Linked DNA regions of Rattus norvegicus: region 2 is linked to region 1. Evidence: chromatin contacts called from public Hi-C data. All regions are on one chromosome and are shown on one strand. Each heading gives the region's core, a stretch centred on a gene start, on an enhancer-like site or on the middle of the called end of the contact. The rest is flanking DNA. Distances are from core to core; before and after follow the strand shown.

What was found. Hi-C and Micro-C count contacts between places; a contact is called where the count stands out from the background.
Region 2: a Hi-C map of liver shows a contact between it and region 1, with 2.0 times the contacts expected there. The contact joins the promoter of Zfp788 here to the promoter of Znf431l3 in region 1. A contact is called at or near these places in 4 of 12 Hi-C or Micro-C datasets (Schwann cells, frontal cortex, liver and 1 more) and 1 of 1 datasets of contacts at active chromatin or transcription factors (oligodendrocytes).

What each region holds. Positions count from the first base shown.
Region 1 is chr1:102,152,364-102,159,640 of GRCr8, reverse strand. Znf431l3 (zinc finger protein 431 like 3) reads right to left here and starts at 3,702. Exons shown (of 4, transcript NM_001409270.1): 1 at 3,583-3,702. The coding sequence starts at 3,585. It also overlaps the pseudogene Grb2-ps1.
Region 2 is chr1:102,306,558-102,313,834 of GRCr8, reverse strand. Zfp788 (zinc finger protein 788) reads right to left here and starts at 3,387. Exons shown (of 4, transcript NM_001416561.1): 1 at 3,256-3,387.

The sequences.
Region 1 (7,277 bases), core at 2,453-4,952:
TATCTTACCAATGAAGACCCAGCAGCCAGATGCTGGGTTGAAAGTCTTCTAATCAGAGAGGCAGAGAAAGCACCCAACTGACCTTTCTCCTTAGCAGATGCCCTAACATGAAGAATGGCCCTCTCTCATAGGACCACAAAAAAAAAAAAAAATTAATGTGCCTCCCTTCTAATTCCTGTGCATCTCTATCCATCTCCCTGACTCCTTACTCTTTTTTTTTTTTTTTTTTTTTTGGTTCTTTTTTTCGGAGGTGGGGACCGAACCCAGGGCCTTGCACTTCCTAGGCAAGCGCTCTACACTGAGCTAAATCCCCAACCCCGCCTCCTTACTCTTTATTATGGTTTGTTTTTATTTATCCTATTTGCATTTCTGTCAACTGGTTACTTGCTCTGACTCTTAATCTATGGTTGACTTTATTAAGTCCTGTTTACGAAATTCAAGAAGAAAGCTATTGGATTAACATGTGTGCTACAGTAGTTATGAAACTGAATAATTAAAACTATGGCATCTCTTAGGAAAAGAAGAGCCCTGGTCCTAGATGTCCTCAGGGAGATTTGATGAGTTTTAATGTCCTTTTCCTTAATGCTGCAAATTATCAGTATTTACAAAGTAACTGATTTTGCAGCACGTTCTGACTGTAAGGACAGAAGAACAATGTTTCCTAGATTGTATCTACAGAAAGTTACTAAAATGCTGTGTCTTAGTGACAAGCAGATCACAACCAACAACTTAAAATCAGAGTTTGCCTGATCCAATTCAGCATGACTGTAGCTGACTAATAAAGAAATTTAAATAATTATTCTTTGCTACTCTCCCTTACTAACTGAATTGTTCATTGGCCAGTAAAAGGAGACTCCTAGCTACTGTTTTAACTGGTTTTAAGGTTTCCTTCAAGGAATATATGTCAGAAAACCCACTCCAAAAAAGGTCTATTCTAGTTCATCTAAATGGCAGTCTACAATAAGGGACAATAAAGAGTTTCCAAGGCTCTCTTGTGCACGTGTGCATGTATGATAATTCATGTTCTCTAGTACAGACTCAGAAAGCATTCACTATCCTGAATAAGGCAATCCTCAGCTGGGTAGGAGGCAGATTAAGCCTAGCTAAGGGACCCAGTCCTTGCCTCTCTGTGCTGAGACTGGATTTGCTGACAGGAGCCATTACATCAAATGCAAGGAGTGTCTTTTTGCCTAGAAAATTCTTAGAACTTGAGACAACAAAACAGCTTCCACTTGGGCAAAAACAGAAAGTAGGACTAGAGCAGCTGTGGAGGATGGGTACAGTGTGCCAGAGAGTGCACTGGGAGCTGAAGGCAGAGGCAGCTTTCTGGATTGTTTTTAAACAGAACAAAGTGAAAACATTCAAGATTGAAAGTTGCATTTAAAGTGTGGTCATTTCCTAGGTTCCAAGTACCAGACTATTATCCTGGGTGTGATTTCTTTGATGTTACAAAGGGGTCATTTTACTTAAGGCAGTTACTCAATGTGACTTTTCTTAACCCTTAAAAAAAGTGGGAGACGCAGACAACTGTTAATGATGTGGAAGTGTTTCCTTTCTCCGCAGGAAAAGTGAACTTCTTATCAGAATATCTGGCTAGCCCTGTAATTTAAATTAAATTCAACTGTGCTAATGTTGAGCTGTAGCACAGTTACAAATAGTTCTTTCAAGTAAATAACACAATCTCAGGGTTCACATCCTGCAACATAGAATTGTCTCTTAAGTATACCCATGCCATCAAACAGTCTGTGACAGGGCCCTAAGTAGAAGGTCCCAGAGGATGAGAAAGATAGGAAGAGTAGAAAGTAGAAAAGATCAAAGCTGGGGTGGGGAGGTCTTGTGCAAGCTATGTCTTATGACAAGTAAGATTCTTAAGAATAGCATCTTGTATACCGCTTACCAAGGGGAAGTGGAAAGAAATGGGAAACTCCTATGAAGTCAGCAGAAATTACCATACAATGGGCCAAACTCAGGGGGACTCTAATAAAATAATACTGTACAAGGGAACACAGGATATTTCATGGCCATCACTTAAAGCCTACCTGCGTCTTGAGTCTGATAACCACAGGCCCACATGGTGAGAAGAGTTGGGTTCTCAGGATCTGAAGTAACTAACCATTCCCCAGAAGCTTTGGCCTCAGATCATTACCGCCTCCCCATGCATCGTCCCTGCTTTAGAAAAGGGGCTCTTCCTATGCGGTTGCAATCCCCTTCAGCTCCTTCAGTCCTTCCCCTAACTCTTCCATTGGGATCTCCAGGCTTGGTCCAATAGAAAGAACAACAATATCAACTAACTGGACCCATCAGTGCTCCCAGGGACTAAACCACCAACCAAACAGTACAGAGGAGGGTCCAAGGCTCCTGCTACACAAACTTAGCAGAGGGCAGCCTTATCTGGCATCAATGGGAGGGGAGGAGCTTGGTCTTATGTAGGCTTGTTGCCCCACAGAAGAGGGTGAAAGAAGGTGAGATGGGAGTGGGAGGGTAAGTGGGGGAGCACTGTCTTAGAGGCAAACGGAAGGGGAATGGAGTGGAAGGGTTGTGGAGGGGAGACAGTAAAGGGGAATAACATTTGAAATGTAAATAGGTAAAACGATGGATAACAATAAAGAAAAAAAGGGAAGGAAAGGGAGCTCTATTTTACTCTCAGTACATCAGGGCCTATTTGGCTCTGCCATGCATGTTCCTGAGTTTTAGAAAGAGCTATGTCATTCCATGAGGGCCTCATGGAAAGCATTGTTTGATCAAGACAGTCCTGGACCCAATAGTCTTGTTGTTTTCAAAAACTTGTCACCCGGTGTTCTCTTGCTCATATGGCTAAATGATGCTTTTTTTCTCAAGAAGAAAACTAGCACTTTATGGTAAACAGACAGGCTTTAATCTTGATTGTGACCCTATAATGCTCCCTTTAGCAGCGGGTTAGAGGATGGTTCTTTGATATGAGGATGGCCCTAGTGGCTAGTAATAAAGCAGGCTAGCCTCCTTTGTTATGTTTTGGAGAAGAATTTCTGGACAATCCTAGTAAACTAATATATGTATCCTAGAACCGTAGTCTCTAAGGGCTCTGGTTAGCTTACTAATTATCTGTGAGTGTTTCAGAGTCCTTCCTCCTTCAGCTAAAGGCTACTTGGTGTCACTATTTCCTAAGCATTGGTAAATCCTTTAACATCAAACATCATCGACTCTACTCTTCTACACATTAATATTGGAGTACTACCCACCGTGAGCTGCCTTCTACAACCTCTACAAAATTAACTCCAAAGAAATCTTACACCTAAATGTTAAAAGATACGAGAGTTAACTTTGAGAAGTAAAGAGAAACCAGGCCTGAGTTTGACATCCTGCTAAGCATCTTTCTACACACAAGTCTTTGTGCCAGAAGCCTTGAGCAGATGCTGCCCTCACAGTGAAGTTATTCAGAGCCCACCGCTGGGTTCAGGAAATGACTAGGACAAAAAGGGAAGTAACAGGTGGCCAGATTTGGCCACAGTTTACCACCCAGACCCAGGGACAATCCCCTGGGTTGCACCTCCCCCTGAACAACTGCCTGCTCCGTCCCTCTGTAGGCAGTGACCCTGCACTCACCATGTTTCGAATTGGGAGCTTGCAAGAACTTGTCTCCTAGAACCCAGCAGCAGCGCTCAGAGAAAAACAGAACTTTCCAAGCAAGCTCAGCTATCCTGCTGAAGCCGCCACAAGGCACCCGGAAGATCCCGCCTCCTCTCCTGACTGGCGGGTCAATCTCTCCGCCCTGATTGGCCATTGAGTCTTGAATTACAACAGCACCTCCCTTACTGTTTGAGATTGCTGTTTGAGACCACAGCAAAGTGGTCCCAGGCCCAGTCTTCCAGTACAGTACCAGACCTTTCCCAGATACACAGAGATTTGCATTTCAGTAGCACTTGTGCCTGTCTTCCAACAGCCTGCCCTTCTGTCTTCCCATCCAGCACTGGAGAGAACTCACGGCCTCAGCTCCGGCTGCTCAGCCGCCTGCTCCTCCCCTTTGTGAACAGTGACCCTGAGATCACTAAGTCCGGAAATCTGGAGCTTGTGTGAACCCCCTTTACTACACTTATTAGGAACTTCCCCTCCTGCCTCCGAAAATGAAGGTGGATATGTAATGTAAATCAAGCTTGTATACATAATTCCCTAATTTAACTTCTAAGCGCCACCTGCTCAGGAACCAGGTAACTTCCAGAGATGCTGGGAATTGTAGTTCTTTGTAAATAACAAGCTCTCGCGGGAAACTAAGGTGGCCAAATTGATTATATGTATAAACCCCTGCAACACTTGGCCGTGGGGCATTCCAGCTGTGAAATTCTGTGGATATTTCTGCCCCAGGTCCGTCTTTTGGTCAGTAGTATTTAATAAACGTTTGCTTTACATTTGGACTGAAATGGTTGTTTCTTTTCCAGTAAAACTCAAGAATAACGTAGGGGGGCGCATGAGGAAATAACTGGCCCAAATTCGCTTTTTCATTCCGGATATTCGAGACCTGGCCTGGACCACCTAATCCAGGTCTCTCCAGGCAATACATTCCCTCTGCAGACTCCCAAGGTGAGCCACAGACTTGGAGAAAACCAATGAGATTCCAGTTGTTCCTGGATTTTGGTTAAGGAATGCCCTGCCTGATGAACAGGAAGAATTTGATGGGGTTTGTACACTCCACATTCAGGCAATTGGAAGACGCTTATCAGATTTTAGTTGTTGTTGTCCGGCTGTTTCTTGTTTTTGTTTTTTGTTTTGTTTTTTGTTTTGTTTTTTTTTGTTTTGTTTTGTTTTGTTTTGTTTTTTAACTAAACCGTAATTGGGAGTGCATCCAGTGCCATCAATTATTTGCCTTGGAGCCCTGGAAACGCCCTCTAGTGACGCTGGAAGGCAGAAAACTTCTTATGACCCAGCCATAGCAACTTAAGCTGTGTTCCCAGGCCTAGGCTGTTAACAAAGCACAGATTTCCAGAGGATACCAGGCAGGGGACTTGGGGGTATACTATTCACAAATAACACTTGGGGCTCAATGGATAGCTTTGTAATGTCCAGAGCCCCACATAGAAGCCAAGTGCTGCTGGGCTGCCCCTGCCCACAACTGCATTGAGCCAGACCCAGGTCCTCTTGGAAATACGGATGAACCTTTGTTTTCTACACTTGTAAGTTTCATTGTTTATGTGTAAGAATGGATGTAGCCGAGCTAGGCTGCTCTGCTGCATCTGCGATCGGGCGGCGGCGGGGCAAGCGAAGCCGGGGCCGGGGACGGCGGTCTGGACAGCGGGCGCCGCAGTCCGGGAGCAGCAGTGAGGTTGGCGGCCGCGGGCCGCAGCGCAAGGCGGGTCAGGCCGGGTGAGGGAGCGGATGGCGCGTCACGGGTGGCATTGTGTGTCCCAGTGTACAAGAATAGCCCCAGAAGAGGAAAGGCTGAGCCCAGAGCTCTTCAGCAGGGAAGATTCCCTCCCCCCCCCCCCCCCTCCGCTTCATACTGCTGAGCACTGAGCGGCGCTCAGAATGGAAGCCATCGCCAAATATGACTTCAAACCTACTGTTGAGGATGAGCTGAGCTTCAAGGGGGGGGGGGGGGGGCATCCTTAAGGTTTTGAATGAAGAATGTGATCAGAACTGGTATAAGGCAGAACTCAATGGGAAAGATGGCTTCATCCCCAAGAATTACATAGAAATGAAACACATCCGTGTTTTTTTGGCAAAATCCTCAGAGCAAAAGCAGAAGAAATGCTTAGCAAACATCAGCACGATGGGGTCTTCCTGATCCGAGAGAGCTAGAGCGCTCTCCCTATCAGTCAAGTTTGGAAATGATGTGCAGCACTTCAAGGTGCTTCGTGAAGGAGCAAGGGAGTACTTCCTGTGGGTGGTGAAGTTTAATTCTTTGAATGAGCTGGTAGATTACCACAGATCAACATCCGTTTCCAGGAACCAGCGGATATTCCTCCGGGACATAGAACAGGTGCCACAGCAGCCAACGTACGTCCAGGCACTCTTTGACTTTGACCCCCAGGAGGTCAATGAGCTGGGCTTTCTCCAAGGAGACTTCATTCATGTCATAGAGAACTCAGATTCGAATTGGTGGAAAGGGGCCTGCCATGGCAGACCCGCATGTTTCCCCGCAATTATGTCACCCCAGTGAACCGGAACATCTAAGAAGCAAAAGAGATTATTTAAAGAAAGTGAAAAGTTGAGACCGTTCACAAGAATTACACCCACACGCTGCCTGTCACAGCTTGTGAGGGAACGCAGAACACTTGACTGAGTCCCACGGGTGACCCTATCACTTAAGTTGCAACTTTTGGGGGTGGGAAGGGGTGTTTGATTTTATAATGCCAAAACGTAACCTATTGAATGAATTACAATTTTTATTACGGAATCTCACCGCTACTTCTGTTCCCCTCCTGTGTCCTTTTTTTCTCGTTCTTTCTTTCCTGTCCAGTGTATGATGTTTAAGGCCACATATAGTCCAGCTGATGCCAATAATAAAAGAAAAGAAACCAAGTGGGCTGGTATTTTCTCTATGCAAATGTCTGTGGAGATGGATGGACTAGAGGAGCAGGATTCTTCACACACAGGGACAGCCATTGTATCTGGGGTCCTTGGTTGGGATTCACTGGAGATGCCCAAGGGAATCTGCCTCTGGCCTGAGGCCTGGAACTTTCCATCAGAGTTGGAATTAGGGCAGGAGCCTGCTGCCCACCCATGGTCTCCTGAGAGCCAGACTGCAGAGCTGCGCTCCCCACTGCTTCCCTTCAGTGTCTCACTTGTTTTTATAGTGCCTTTGTCTTATTTCAAGGGTGTTCATGAGTGGTGTCTTTACCTTTTTTATTTTTGTTTAAATAAGTTAAAGTTAGTCCAGAGCTTTTCAGTTGATTAGTCTCCTATCCTGTGTAAATATTTTCCTCTCAGGGCAGGGGAAAGAGGACAGAGAAAGGAGCTGGTAGAAGCAGAGAGGGTGTATGTCCCATCTTAAATGGGCCAGAGGTCTTGAAGGATCAGCTTTTACATTGTGAGCTTTGACACTTGCTTCAGCTGAGACTCACCGGCCCTCAGGTCCCTGCCCTCCAGGTCCCAGTTGCAGTCTGCCCTTTTTATACCTAGAGCCACTAAGGGTCAAAGCACAAGACAGGTAGGGGGGAGCGGGTGGCATCCTTCCCTCTCATAGGCCTACAAGCAGATGGAAGTTGAAAATACTGGCCGTTAATTTTTCTTGCTCTTACAATTAAGTCCTCATTCTCAGTTGTACATTTCTCCCCACCTGTCCACGAGTGCAAATGGCAGGATTG
Region 2 (7,277 bases), core at 2,138-4,637, 150 kb before region 1:
TGAACAGAACACTAACAGCTCAGGCACTAAGATCAACAATTAATAAATGGGACCTCATGAAACTGGACAGCTTTTGTAAAGCTAAAGCTACCATCAATAGGACAAAACAGCAGCCTAAAGAATGGGAAAAGATCTTCACCAACCCAACATACAACAGAGGCCCAATATTTAAAATATATAAAGAGCTCGAGAAATTAAGAGACCACCAAACCAACTAACCCAATTAAAAATGGGGTACCAAACTAAACAGAGAATTCTCAACAGAGAATCTCGAATGGACATGAAGCACTTAAACAAATGTTCAATGCCCTTAGTCATCAGAGAAATACAAAAGGACTCTGAGATTCTTTACAACCAGTAAGAACGGCTAAGATCAAAAACTCAAGTGATAGCACCATGCTGGCGAGGACGTGGAGCAAAGAGAACATGCCTTCATCGCTGTTGGGAGTGCAGCCTTGTACCACCACTCCGGAAATCAATTTGGCGGGTTTTCTGAAAATTGGAAATAGTTCCCGGGCATATACCCAAAAGATGCTCCACTATACCACAAGGACCCTTTCTTAAGTATGCTCATAGCAGCTTTATTGGTAAGAGTCAGAAACCGGAAACAACCTACATGTCCCTCAAATGAAGATTTAGTTTAAAAAATGTAGTACATCTACTATTCAGCTATTAAAAGCAAGGACACTATGAAAACTGCGGGCAAATGGATGAAACTAGGAAAATACCACCCTGATTGAGGTAACCCAGACCCAGAAAGACACTTATAACTGGACATTAGCTGTAAAGTACAGGATAACTATGGGACCTCATGAAACTGGACAGCTTTTGTAAAGCTAAAGCTACCATCAATAGGACAAAACAGCAGCCTAAAGAATGGGAAAAGATCTTCACCAACCCAACATACAACTGAGGCCCAATATTTAAAATATATAAAGAGCTACAGAACCAAAGAAACTAAGTAACAAGGAAGGCCCAAGAAAGAATACATGAAGAGGAAACAAAATAGTCTTTGGATGTTGATAAAGAGAGGGAACTGGGTGGGAGAGGGGCTGAAGAAGGGCCATGGGGATGGGGATCAGGTGTGGCAGGAGAGTGCTGGAAGAGGAAATGAAGATCTAGGACATCTCTGGGACTAGCTATAGAACTGGGATGGGGGGAGGCTACAAGGAGTCTATAAAGGTGACCCTAGCTGAGGTTCCTACCAGTGAGGGATATGGAGATTGAAGTGTCCACTTCCTGTAACCAGGCAGGACTTCCAGTGGAGGGAGCCAGATATCAACCTATCCATAAAACCTTCAACCCAATTTTTCCTGCCTACAAAATGTGCAAGGGTGAAGATGCAGCAGAGTCCGAGGGAACAACCAACCAACGACTGCTCCAGGTTAAGACCTACCCCAAATGGGACACAGCTAAACGGATACTAATAATGATACTGCTATGCTTGCAGACAGGAGCCACATGCAGACTGAAATAGATACAGACACCCATAACCAAATATCAGGCACAGCTTGGGGAGTCTTATAGAAGGGTAGAATTGAGCAAGCCAGAAGGGTCAAGGACACCACAAGAAGACCTACAGACCCAACCAACCTGGGACCATGGAGGCCCACAGAGACTGAACCACCAACCAAACAACATGTAGGGGCTGGACCTATGTCCCCTTTATATCTGGAGCAGATGGGCAGCTTGGTTCTGATCTGGGTCCCCTAACAACTGTTGTGGGAGGCTGTCTCTGACTCAGTTGCCTGCCACTAGATTCCTTTCTCCTAACTGGACTGCCTAGCTAGGCTTCAGTGGGAGAGGATGTGCTTAGTTCTGTTGGGACTAGATGCCCCAGGACAGGGCAGCACCCAAAGGGGGCTTCTCTTTCTCTGAGGGGAAAGGAAGGAGGTAATGTGGGGATGTATTTCTAAGAACAGAAGTGGGAGTAGGGGGGAAAGGGGTTGGGATCTTTAATGAAAAAATAATTTTATGGTTGTGAGTCACAACAACATGAGGAACTGTATTAAAGGCTGGCATTAGAAAAGATGAGAGGAACTGCCACAGAGGGTGTTGGCTATTCAAGCTAGGATCTCAGACTCTCCTGTGGTTCCACTCAATCCCACCTAGAGAAAACTGTGTAGGGTAGAAAAGCTCAGTGCTAGGGCTTACGGATCCAGACAGATGAGGACATGGAAGACATGTCTCTCCAGAGACCTTTACGCTGGTCTCTTAGTGTCTCTTGCAGTACTTGTAGGGCTGGAGAGATGGTTCAGCAGTTCAGTGTGCTGTTTTGGAAAACCTGAGTTTGGTTACCAGCACTCACTTCAGTGAATGATGACAGCTTTTAACATTACCTTCAAGGCCTCAGGCATTCTCTTCAGGTCTCTGTCACATGTAGCGTTTATACTGAGAGACACATACATATACAAAACATAAATAATTCTTAAACTAATAATTAGGGTGCTGACGAGATGGCTTAGTGGTTAAAGCCTACTCGTTGCTCTTAAAGAGAAGCCAAGTTTAGTTCCCAGCACATGCGTGGCATCTGAAAAACATCTAAAGCTCCTGTCCCTGGAGATCCAAACCCTGTTCTGCCCTGCACATGCATGTGGTATATACACATACATGCAAGCACATACTCATACACATAAAAATAAACCTTCACAAAAGTTGAAATAGAATCGGGGCTGGAAAGATGGTTCACCTAGTAAAGATACCTATCTCCAAGACTGCTGCCCTGAATTTAAACCCTAGGCCAACACAATGGGAGAACCTATTCACACAAATCGTTCTCTGACTTGCACAGGAACACTGGCACATTTCCCAGCCCGCAATAAATAAATACGTCTTTAAAACAAAGAGAATGCTCTCCCAAAAGAGTGTAAAAGAATAAAAATAAATAAAATTTTACCAAGTGGGACCTAAATCTAAATATAACCTGCACCATTCGGAACTTGTAGAGAAAAAAAAAATCTAGAGACAGAAAATCTAGAGGGTCTTAAGGTTAGCAATGTGCTGCTTTCAGGTGCTACGCCAACACCACTACCAGTGCTAACACACAGAGAAGTGACGTCACCAACATTGAAGCATTCCTTGTGCTGGACAGAGCCTATCAAGTCCCACGGCCCGCGGGGGCGTAGGGGTTGGGGATTGACACTAAATCCGCGGGGAGTGGGGATCCTAGTCCCAGAACTGCAAGCCCCGCCCCAACCCCGTGAGGATCCACCCCATCGGATCCACCCCATCTGGGGACAAGGGTCCCGTGCTCACCATAGCGCGGCTTCCAGGCTCACCCGCACTCTTCTCATAATTTGCCACAGCGGTGCTCTCCCTACAGAGCAGCGTCTCCAAAGCGACTACCTCAGCCTTAGAGCCTAGCAGGGAGCATGGCGGCCAAGAAGTCCCGCCTCCCGCTGGCACTCGATTGGACTGCCTACTTGGAGGCTCTGATTGGCTAGTAATGTTTGAGTGACAGCAACCTTAAACCGCTAAGGGCAGAAGGGACCGGTACAGCCTTTCACTCCCAGCCCTGCCTTCTCCCCTGAGTGTGGACCTGAGTGAGCTCCAGTGAGATCTACATGTACACAGAAAATGTTTCTTCCTCCCAGAGCTTGCACGGCTGTCTTCTGGCACTTATCAGGCACGACTTGCTTCAGAGCACAGGATCGCTCATGTGCACTGCCCACTACACAATTGTGCTTAAATGCAATTTTCCCTGGATCTGAAACAGGTCTTCACCTTTAGCGAAACTCCCGACTGGGAAGGACTGTGGCTTTACCTATAATTTCTCCTTTCCACCAAAGACAATTTCTGTCACTCACAACTCTTTAGCCAATCAGGGCATCGGGACATGCTGTTCCCTCAGAAGCACAGGTAGGAGGCGGGTTTTCCCTCCTGGCGGTGCTCGGTGTTCTGCTTTGCCTCTGCGGGAGAGATATCGGGTGGGCAGGAGTGCAGTGTGCTGTGGGCCCTCTGCGGAGCCATGAGGACAGCGCGGAACCGCGCCATTTTGAACCTTATGTAAGCGAGTAGCAGCCATCCCTTACGGAGTAGGGCATCCGACTGAGTTGGCTCTGGTCATCTTTCCTGGGGCTGGGCCAGGGTGACAATGGGAGAGCATTCTGTAGTCTTTGGAAACCTGAGATTGACTCCTCCTAGCGACCCGCGGCCCAGAAGCTTCTTTTGACGCTGATGCTGTGTGGGCCCAGCGGCAGTGATGATTTTGGCGGTTTTTAATTGCAGATTTTTATAAAAGACCGAGTCTCATTAAGTAACTTTCAGTGGATAGAACTTGGCATGTAGACCAAGCTGGTCTAGAACTCACATAGATCTGCCTGTCTACACCTTCTGACTTGAGTTGAAGGCGTAGGCTTCTCTTACTGGAACAGGTGGCCTTTTGGTGTTGGACCGTAAGACATTCTAATTTCTTTTTGGTTAAGTTTCTGATTATACTGTTTTGTTACTCTGTTCGTTCCCAAGTGTTAGTACACCATTTTGATTATTGTAATGTTGGGACAATTTCAAAGATCTCTGTCTATGTGTGTAAGAACAAACATTCATCAATAATAGTCATTTCCTCCATGATCCACTCAACAGTTACCTAGCAACAGCCAGGTAAGAGCCTGGCTTGATATAAAAGGACTATTTGCTCTCTCTCTCTCTCTCTCTCTCTCTCTCTCTCTCTCTCTCTCTCTCTCTCTCTCTCTCTCTCTTCGCCCAGATGTCCCAGCCAGCCTCTCTCTCTTCTCTTTCTGTTCCTCTCTGTCCCCCTCTTCTCTGCCTGTTACAAAAGGTCCCAAATAAACTCCCTTTTATAGTAAGCCCATCCTATGGCTGATTTCTCAGAGGGAATGCTTTGGTATGGGCATGGGCCTAGGCAGCACTCCCTTTGGCACCACTGGCTCCGTTTTATAAAACACATTTTAATTAATATATGACATCTAGGTGATAATTTCTTCTACTCAGATCTCTGATTACATTGACACCTAAGCTAGCTGCAGCTTGACAGCTAGAGAAGGGGCAACTAGCTTGTTACCCCAAGGTAATCCACCACCATATTAGCTCATTAGTCAGTTCATTAGCTAGTTAAGACTACCAGATCTCTTATCAAAGAGACAAACTGGTTGCCTTGCTCACAGGATTCATGATAAAAGATAGACAAATTTCAGATGTAATCTTTCACAGGTGTAACCTTCTGCTACCCCCTTATCTAAAAACTGTTTGCAATGACTGATCCCCAGTGATCAACCACCTATGTCTCATGGCAAATAATTGTATGGAAAGATGTAACTTTATGAAAGGTCTGAGGATATAAGCTCAAGTTATGAGGATCCAAGAAAATATTTGAGGATAGAAAGTGTCTTGAGGTCGATAATTGCAAGATATAAAGGTTGGAGGACATAAAAAGAAAACTTAGTAATAGGAAAATGATTAAGGTACAAAATGCTTCCGATTTCTTCCCTCCCCCCACTCTCTCCCCCCCACTGCCAGGCCACTGTTATATTAAGACTTCAAAAGTTCAGAATTCTAACATTAATCAATGGAGTTGTGATAAATTACTGTTATTCTGATAAAACATTACAATATATGATCTACTTTCATAGTCATGAGTTCAAGATTTTAGGTTTCTGTTGACTATCTTTTTTAAGTATGACCTTTAAAATGATCCCTGTCTTTGATCAAACCTATTTTCTAGCTGGCATGGTGGCACACAAGTGTCATCCCAGCACTTGGGAGCCTGAGGCAGGAGAATCTCTTGAGACTAGGAGTTGGAGGCCAGCTTAGGCAGTACAGTCAGGTGCTGCCTCTATGTCTAGATGCAGCCACAAGACAAGCATGTAAGCAACTCCAGGTCCAGGGCAGAAGCCACATGGCACACCAGAAACCCAGTGAGGGCAGATGTGACTGGAGAGGCAGGACGAGGAAGGCAATGGTAGCTGCTGGTTAGCAGTAAGAGGCAAAGTCTAGGGAAAATCATAGGTGCTAAGGCCTAAGGACCAAAGGACCCAGCATCAGGCCAGCCTTTCTCATCCTCGAGTGACGACTCAAAGAGGAAGCAGCCCTGAGTCCTGGGTTGCTAGAAGCTACTGGGTTCAGGGGCAGGTCCATAGTGGAGTCCTGCTGAGATCAGAGCATGTAGTAGAACATCTGAAGGGAAGATATGGGCTGAAGGAGAGCAGGCTGCAAGTGCAGAAATTTTACAGTACTTTTGGGAAGCAGAGCGGGAAAATGGGACGAGGGTGAAGGGGAGGAGCAAGCGGTGTCTGTAGCCCTTGGGCAACTTCAGTGCAGGGTTCACAGTGCCCAGGAACCATCCAGGGGCTCAGCGCCATGAGGCAGAAAGGCTTCCCAGAGGGTAAGAGTCTGCTTCTTCTCAGGACGGTGTCCCTCAAAGATTGAAAGGCTCTGAAGTGGAAATTTCTGGCTTCCTTGGAAACTCAAATAATGAATGCATGACTAAATGATTTATTGAAAACCTAACCACTGTGTGAACAACTGAACTGTCACTTCACCTGCTGTGAGCAGACAAGTAAGTTTTATTTATTAGAGTGACACTCACTATATCGAAAACACTCAAGGACAGGTCGCATGTTCAGGAGTAATTGACCAATAAAATAATGGATACAGTTTTTTTGGTGTTCTTTTATTTGTTTACAGGTTGGTAGCTTGTGTGTGTGTGTGTGTGTGTGTGTGTGTGTGTGTGTCTGTGTGTCTGTGTGTCTGTGTGTGTCTGTGTGTGTGCCTGTGTGTGTGTGTGTGTGTGGGTGTGTGTCTGTGTGTGTGTGTGTGGGTTTTTATCTTATTTTCTTTGCTTTGGAGGGGTTTGATGTTCTATTAGGGTTACATTTGTTTTTGAGGAAAAAAACTTACAGTTGGGCATGCAGGGAGAGGGAAAGGAACTGGAAGGACTTGAGAAAGAGGAAGAATGTAATCAAAATTTATTTAAAATTAAAAATTGATTTAAATAATAAAAGGGGAAAATTAAGACCAAGAGAGGAGGGGCTGGGGATTTAGCTCAGTGGTAGAGCGCTTACCTAGGAAGCGCAAGGCCCTGGGTTCGGTCCCCAGCTCCGAAAAAAAAAAAAGAACCAAAAAAAAAAAAAAAAAAAAAAGACCAAGAGAGGAAGAAGGATAACCAAGAGACTGGAGAAAGGAAACAAGTTCAGCTATAACTACTCAAGCACAAAGTACAAGGAAGAACACAAACATTTATTTGCTTTTTTTATATGAGTACATAAAATAAATCTTTAAAAAAAGAATATCTATGAACAATACTCACAGTCTACTTCATA